Linked DNA regions of Rattus norvegicus: region 2 is linked to region 1. Evidence: chromatin contacts called from public Hi-C data. All regions are on one chromosome and are shown on one strand. Each heading gives the region's core, a stretch centred on a gene start, on an enhancer-like site or on the middle of the called end of the contact. The rest is flanking DNA. Distances are from core to core; before and after follow the strand shown. Region 1 holds the start of Ctsc (cathepsin C). Region 2 has its middle 64 kb from the start of Rab38.

Region 1 (3,758 bases), core at 377-2,876:
TCTTCATTTCCTAATATCAGGATGTATTCATTAATCCAAAGTGACCCACAATTTTTATTTATCATTGATTTTAGAAAGGCTGCTTAAATTTTTTCTAATAAGTAAGTATTCTACTTTGATTATGTCCATCAAAGAAATTCTCAGATCCCACATTTACATCTACAATATAGATCATTTAGTAAAATGTTTAATGTTTCAAGAATGACAGACTGTAGAAATTTAGGAAAGTGATGGTAGTCTGTAATGGGACTTTTAAAAATGCTAGCTTAATTATACAATGTCAGTTCTTAATCCTATAAAGGCTTATAAGATCTAAAAGGTGTCAGCGCCTCCATATTTAGCTCTTGTAGCCTAATTTCATATGAAAGAACACTCTAGCCCCTTAGTTATCAAGAAGGACCCCTATCAAAGTGTGCCTTCTGGCTTAGAAGTCTGAGTGCTTTTAAATCAGAATTTAGAGACAGAAGTGGTTTGCTCTTCAAACACATTGCTTCCTCAGACTGCTTGTACTCAGTAGAAAGAAAAAAAAAGGCCTGCGTGTAAATACCTGTGATCTGTAGGATGAGGTTTAAAAAAGTGCATAAACATAGTAAGGCAAAGAGGCTCATCAAGTCTGCCTGGTTCATCTCTGTATTCTCAAATTAGCTCAGCAAGAACATGATCCCAGCCAACAACAGCCAGGCAACTCAGAACAGCTCTCCCCAGAGGAGGAGGCTTCCCTAATGACTGCTACTTAACAAATGCGGGCAAGACCCCACAGAGGAGGAAAGGTGCAACCATGCTCACAGGAACTCACCCTGGGGAAAGCCTGACACCGAGCTCAGAAGACCATCTTTCTGAGCAAGTTACTTCCTCTTTCTCTACCTCTTGCTTTCATTCCGAAAACAGAAGGCTTGAACAATGTCATCATCCCCTGTCACCCCCCTCACCCCCATTCAACTAAATCCTATAAAGTTCCAGAGAGGGGGAAAAAAAACGGATTCACCAAACCTGTAAATATGCACTACAATTGAAATCTTCTGGTAAGTAGACAGACAGGAGGCGAAACAAAACCCTGAAGATAGGAAGGTAGAGTTGTGAAATAGAACAGAAATTCTCAAACGAGTGGCTCAGGTTAGCTAGTAAACTTTTCCCACAGGAGTCAGAAATGCAGGAAAGCGGCCAAAACCAAGGGAAAGAGAATTAGCCTCCGTAGACTTAAGCCTCTTGTCAACCTTGTCCTGGCACAGGGTAGATTCTATTTTAATCACACTGACATTACAAAACACAGCAACAGAGTCCTCAGCTTCAGGGTCCCGTGAAAGAAAGGCAGAGGTCCCCAAAGGCCACTATCCTCCTTCCTCATGCTGGTGCTTGTCCCCACCCTACAGGATCACTAACTTCCTCAGGCCACAGGTAATTCTATCTCACTCAGCTCTTTCCACCTAGTGCTGCCTCACCTAGTCACACCCTGGCCCTCCCCACATCTCAGTCACTCCAAGCCCCTGTCCTCCCAGCCTGGCCGCTCCTCCCCCACCTCGTTCTGTTCTCAGCGTCCTGTAACCCCGCCCCAGGACCCAGGGTTTCCGGGCTCTTGGGTATTTTAGGGCGCGAGCCACAGGGGTCGCCTGACTCCCATCGCGTAGTGTTCTAGTTGTTGTTTTCTCTGCCATCTGCTCTCCGGGCGCCGTCAACCATGGGTCCGTGGACCCACTCCTTGCGCGCCGCCCTGCTGCTGGTGCTTTTGGGAGTCTGCACCGTGAGCTCCGACACTCCTGCCAACTGCACTTACCCTGACCTGCTGGGTACCTGGGTTTTCCAGGTGGGCCCTAGACATCCCCGAAGTCACATTAACTGCTCGGTAATGGGTAAGCCGCTTTCTGTGATCCCGACCCGTCCTTTTCGGTCCCTGGGTGCTTGCCGCGGGTCCGGCACTTATGGGTGACTGGAGAGTTAAGAGCTGACGAACGGTCCCTTGGGGGATCCGAGCCATGGCCGCTAAGTTGAAACTTGAGCTGCTGAGAACTTCTAACTTTACACTTACTTTCCTGATTATCTCACAACTTATATATTCAAGGAAACTTGCTCCTGGTGTTTCTACTTGTTTTATTTGCTTTGATTTCTTACAAGCAAATAGAGATCTGCTTTCTTGATCCTTCACTCAAGTCTGACAGGTTCTTGTTTTTAAAAATCGTGCTGAGCTCATACTCTGGGACCTAGCAAGCTGCCCCTCCCCCAACCCCACCGCCTGCAAAGGACTGTTTTACCTGCTCCTGCCCTTGACGTTTTGGACTGCTCTGTTTAAGGACTTCAAGAGATAGACAAAAGCTTTGTCCTGTTTCTTTTGTCACACTTTACCCAGTAGTGTTTGGAAATGAACCAAACTTAGTGCCACGCTCATGGAAGGCTCTCAGGGAATATGTAGTGAGTGAACACTGGGACATTCCACGTGCCTCAGACCTAGGAAATCACTAGTACGCGTGTCACAAGAGTGACACTTCTGGTCTCCCCTCTCAGTCTGAGTAGCAAAGACAGTTCTAAACTGTAGTTTTCTTGTGAATAGAATAAAGGCTGTCACATATCCCACCTCCTCTCCCCCCAAAGAAGATTCATTTAATTAATTCCAGGTGACTGGGTTTAGCTTAATCCTGGGCAGTGTCTACAACAGTTTGTTTCTTTTCTAAATTTGAGCTTGGAGACGAGGCAGAAGGGAGAGACAGGGTTGGCATTGCCTTATCACATGAAGTTTTTGATAAGTTATTTCTCCACCTGCAAAATAAGCCAATTCAAGCCAGATCACAGATCTATCTTATCTATCTATCTATCTATCTATCTATCTATCTATCTATCTATCTATCTATCTATCTATCTATCTCTATCTCAGGTTTATTGGGAAGCTGCGTTTGTTAGGGGATGCAAGTTCACTGGCCAGGGAAGCAGCCTTGTGACAGGAGACAGAGGAGAGGGGGAAGAGATAGAAAGTTCTCACAGAGGGTCAGAAGAGAGGAGGGACAAGAGAACAAAATGTCTGGATTATATAGGGAAGAGCCTCTGGGGGAAGGGCAGCCCTGCTCCAAGGCTGCAAAGTTCAGGATAGAGGGCTTCGTGCACCAGGTAGGGACCAAGGGATGCTGGAAGAACCTGAAGGTCAGGCCTACTTTGATAAGTAAAATACTCACATAAGCCACTTGTCGGGGATGAAATCCAACTGTCTCCATCTAATGTGTTAATCTGAAAGAAAGAAAGAGAAAGTAAGAGAGACTAATGTGTGAAACATACATGGATATAGCTGAATAGGAGCCTCTGCCTATAAACCTACTCTTGACTCTAACTCAATTAAAGACACACAGAGATCTGACCCCTGATATGAAAATTAAACATTGATCCCTATCAACTCAAATCATTTTTATATATTAGAAGACTCATGTTGGCTGAATCCTTTGGAAGGATGTATACTGAGGTGTTAGTCTCTACAATCTTTGAGGAGAGAGGTACCTCATTTCTTTGAACAGATTACTTTCTGTCTTAATGGGCTCAACACATTCTTATGATTTGAAAACCAGTCATTTTATATAGCCTTTTTTTAATCAGTTTTTTTTAACTTTCCCCCATTTCTGTAGTTTTGAAGAGTCCCCTCCCCATTCATTAAAAGGAAAACAGTATCCCACACCCCTCTCTCTTTCTCTCTCTTGCTATGTAGCCCTGGTTTGGATATAATTTAGTATATAGACCTGGATTTAAACTCATCAAAATCCACCTGCCTCTGACTCTGGAGAGCT
Region 2 (3,651 bases), core at 702-3,201, 90 kb after region 1:
TCCACAACAAGATATTTTTCTCTGTTTGGGGGAGGTGTTGGAAGGGTAGAGGGGCATGGACAAGAGGAGAGGGAGATGAGTACGATTGGGCTATATGATGTGAAGTTCACAAAAAAAAAAAACAATAAAAAGTTAAAAAGAGAAAAAAAAATATCAAGGCTGAGTCTAATTCCAACGACATGACTGAACTTTCTCCTTCTAGAACAAAGAAAGCAGAAGTCCCTTTTGTTTTTAATTTTGGGTTAAAGTGAATGAGAACCCATTTCTGATTGGATTCTGCAGTAAAGAGTAAGAGAAATATAGGATTGACTGATAACTGTGGCCTTGGGAAATGTTGTGAAGGAGAGGTTGATTCACCTCTGAAAGCTGAAGGCCTTGGTTAAGCACTAAACAAGGAGACTCAACCCCAGCTTTTAGAACCATAGACTTTCAATGTATCATACACCCAAAGAGTGTGGATAACCAGCAAAGGTACACAGCATTCCTTTCCTTGCTTGATTTTTAATGCCTGGGAAGTACCACTTCATAACTTTTCCTACCACTCCCCTGTCCTGCCAGAATTCTTGCATCATGCAGGAAATCTGAAAGGAAACTATACCAAATGTCTTCCAAGTAGTTTGATGTTGGATTTCTCACCAATATGGGTGGGTGAGGTGTCTTTAGAAATCTCAAACAAAACTGAGAATTTGTAACAAATGTGGTGCTGCTGGCACTTGAATTATTGAGAAACTTGGACTTATGATTCATCCAGCACCCTTGCTCGTGTTAAACTGGGGTTGCTGGCAGACTCCTACATTTGATTTCTGTTAGAACAGAGTGTGCTTGCAAGGCAAGGATGTAGTATATTCTGAATTAGCACTGGTCTGATAAAATGAGTTGCTGCAATTTTTCCAGTCACATGAGAACAGAGAGGATCTGTGATTGCTATTCAGATTTGCCCCCACTCCCTTCTAATGTGCTGGAACCAGATTTGAATCACAAAGATGAATGTTTCATCACTCTTACCACTCTGATGGAGTGAACTAGAGTTATGTCCAGTCATTATCAATATTTCGGGAGTGTGAAATGTTTTATTTACCACAAGACAACATAAGTTGGCTTATTCATCACACTACTCTGTGACACTGTTTTTCAGTACACATTTCTCATCTACAAGTATATTCTAGGATATCAGACACCAGAATGGCAGCAATGTCGAGTCAATGTATCAAGAAGCATTTTTTAATTAAGAGATGTGGCAATTAAAGAATTAACATACACCTTCCTTTTTTGTGGTGAGAGAGAGATGAGTAACGTGGTGGCATTGTTTACATTGTCTTTGAGTTTCCTATTCATGCTGAGAGTCCTACTTGCCCTTAATCTTAACTATTTTGATTGATATTTTAGACGTTTTCTGTGAACAACTCCCAAATATGTGATTTGTTCACATACAGTACCTCAGATATTTCTTCAGGAGGACATCAACTGAACATGTCTCCTTAAGGTTGGACAGGCATGCAATAAATACTTATTGGGTTATGAGGATGTGAGATTAAAAATGATCTATTGTAGCAACAAAGCAATGTCAAATTATCACACAAAAGTAAAATCCCATGGGTCTTTCTAAGTAATGGACTTTCACAGCTTTGGTGATCTTATTCTCCACAACTGGAAGCTTTGCTAATCTCTCCAGCAAAACAAGAGCGGCCCCTTCTTTTAGGCAGTGTAATACAGGTTAAGTGCACAGAATTGAGATAGAAAACTAAAATATAAGTTTGTGAATTTGTGATAAGAAACAATGACCACAGAGACTGAAATACTCAATCTTCATGTGACATCTTCATATGTTGTTAGAAGGTGGCATAACATGATTCCAAATAACAGAAAAGATGTGTGAATAACATGCACTCCAAATAAAGGATTAAGCATCCAGAGTCTAAGGGCACTGGACTCAGCCTGATCCCTACTCTGAGTGTACTAAAACTCCTTCATGCAAAATTCTTCTCTAGTCATTCCACACTGACATTCCTCCTTGAACAATACTTGTAAATTTTTGGCTAAATTTGAATACCCACAGGAAAATGTAATCATGAGAAATGCCTCTGACATTCTCAACCCCTGTTAGTCTCCCATTCTTTCTGTAAATGTTAACTAATTCAATCCAATGCAAACCAACTCTGCTGGACTGTAAATTATTCAGAAATGTGCTATGATTTTTGCATATGCCAGATTGTTTTCACTTCCAAGAGTCAAACTCATTTCCCCAATGTTTAGTTCAGAGAGGGCTAATGCACTGCAAATACTAATCTTAGTTACCAACCCATGCTCTGCCACTTTCATAGATCTCTCAGGTGAATGGCTGCCTCTGATTCACAGGAAAACAGCTTCTCTTTGAATTTTAAGCTTGGCTTTATTTGTGTTTCTAAATTCTGTTCTTTTTATTTTGCTATTCTGTTGCTCAAAGACTGTAGCATCAATTCTTTCCCTTAGACCTGATTTGAAGAAAGGCTTTTACGCCTAGAACAAAGTGTGACAACTCCTAAAAATTCTATCTAGCTTCTTAAAGCATACAATTTCTAAAAGTTCCTGGCCTGGCCAAATGTCAAAATTAAGACTATTTTTTAAGTAAAAGTAATTCTGACAAAAAATTATTGCTCTTGGGGTTGGGTTTTCAGGAACATGAAACCACGTGTGAGTTATCTTGATTTCCTGTTTTTCACTTCACTGACTCTAGAATCATGATATAACTCACCATGTCTCCTCACTCATGCACATTGTAGCTGCTATCAATGGTCCAAGAGGAATGAAGGTAACTTTCTAAAGACTGTAAAGCATCTAATTACCTGTACGGACCCTGCTCAGGAGCAACTACAAACAATACAGTAATTAACTGATGTTGGCTATGAATAGAAATCATGTGGATGAATTTTATTATGAAGGAATAAAAACAAGCTTACTAACCTGATGTGTAGTTTATCTAGCACATGTGTGGTATTTGTTTGATTATCTAGAATGTTCTTTTTATATATCTTCCTTGTTATTTCTATTTTCTGCTTCTACTCAGCCCAGTTAAAAATGCTGATTTTTCCCACTATGAAATCAAGCACAAGACTCTCTAAGAAAGTTGTTGAAAATGCACGTAGATTTGTTCCAAAAACCAGTTTAATCCTATCACTCAGATGCAGAGAACCCTGGATCTTTGTGAGTTTGTGACCAGCATGGTCTACATATTAAGTTCCAGGACAGCCACGGCTATATAGAGAGACTCTAGGTTAAAACCAAAACAAAAGAATAACAACAATAAAAAACCTATTTTCTAATAATTGAAAAATATTTCTGTCAATGTCGTCATGCAACCTGCTTTTTTTTTGGTGTGCACACAGAGCAGAAGCTAGTTTTTGCTTGTTGCTTTAAACAATATCATCCTACCTAATCTTTGGGAACCCCACTTATTATGCAATCTCCCTTTCTTAGAAGAGAGGAATTATAATAGATCAGGAGGAGAGAGCCAGATAAAGAAAGATAAGCAACACTCCCAGAAATGTAAACAGAGGGGATGAGGCAGAGCCAAGCAATACAGTTAATTCTACTGGGAGATGTCGGAAAGCATGTGTTGATGAGGTCAGTAGGACCAGTCAATATGGAACTGAATCAGCACATTGAGAGATCCAA

What was found. A called contact is a pair of places that touch in the nucleus more often than the background predicts.
Region 2: a contact with region 1 is called in a Hi-C map of Schwann cells, with 2.8 times the contacts expected there. The contact joins the enhancer-like site here to the promoter of Ctsc in region 1. A contact is called at or near these places in 4 of 12 Hi-C or Micro-C datasets (Schwann cells, liver and mammary epithelial cells).

What each region holds. Positions count from the first base shown.
Region 1 is chr1:151,439,423-151,443,180 of GRCr8, forward strand. Ctsc (cathepsin C) reads left to right here and starts at 1,627. Exons shown (of 7, transcript NM_017097.2): 1 at 1,627-1,847. The coding sequence starts at 1,676. It overlaps LOC102554680 (a long non-coding RNA gene), which reads right to left and starts at 1,197. Exons shown (of 3, transcript XR_005499289.2): 1 at 1-1,197.
Region 2 is chr1:151,528,985-151,532,635 of GRCr8, forward strand. No RefSeq gene overlaps it. Among named protein-coding and RNA genes, the nearest start is that of Rab38, 64 kb to the right of the region's middle. Within about 2 kb of position 1,952, at least 3 of the 93 cell types and tissues checked have an H3K27ac peak or open chromatin away from gene starts, as enhancers often do. A contact at or near this core is called in Schwann cells, where this site is marked.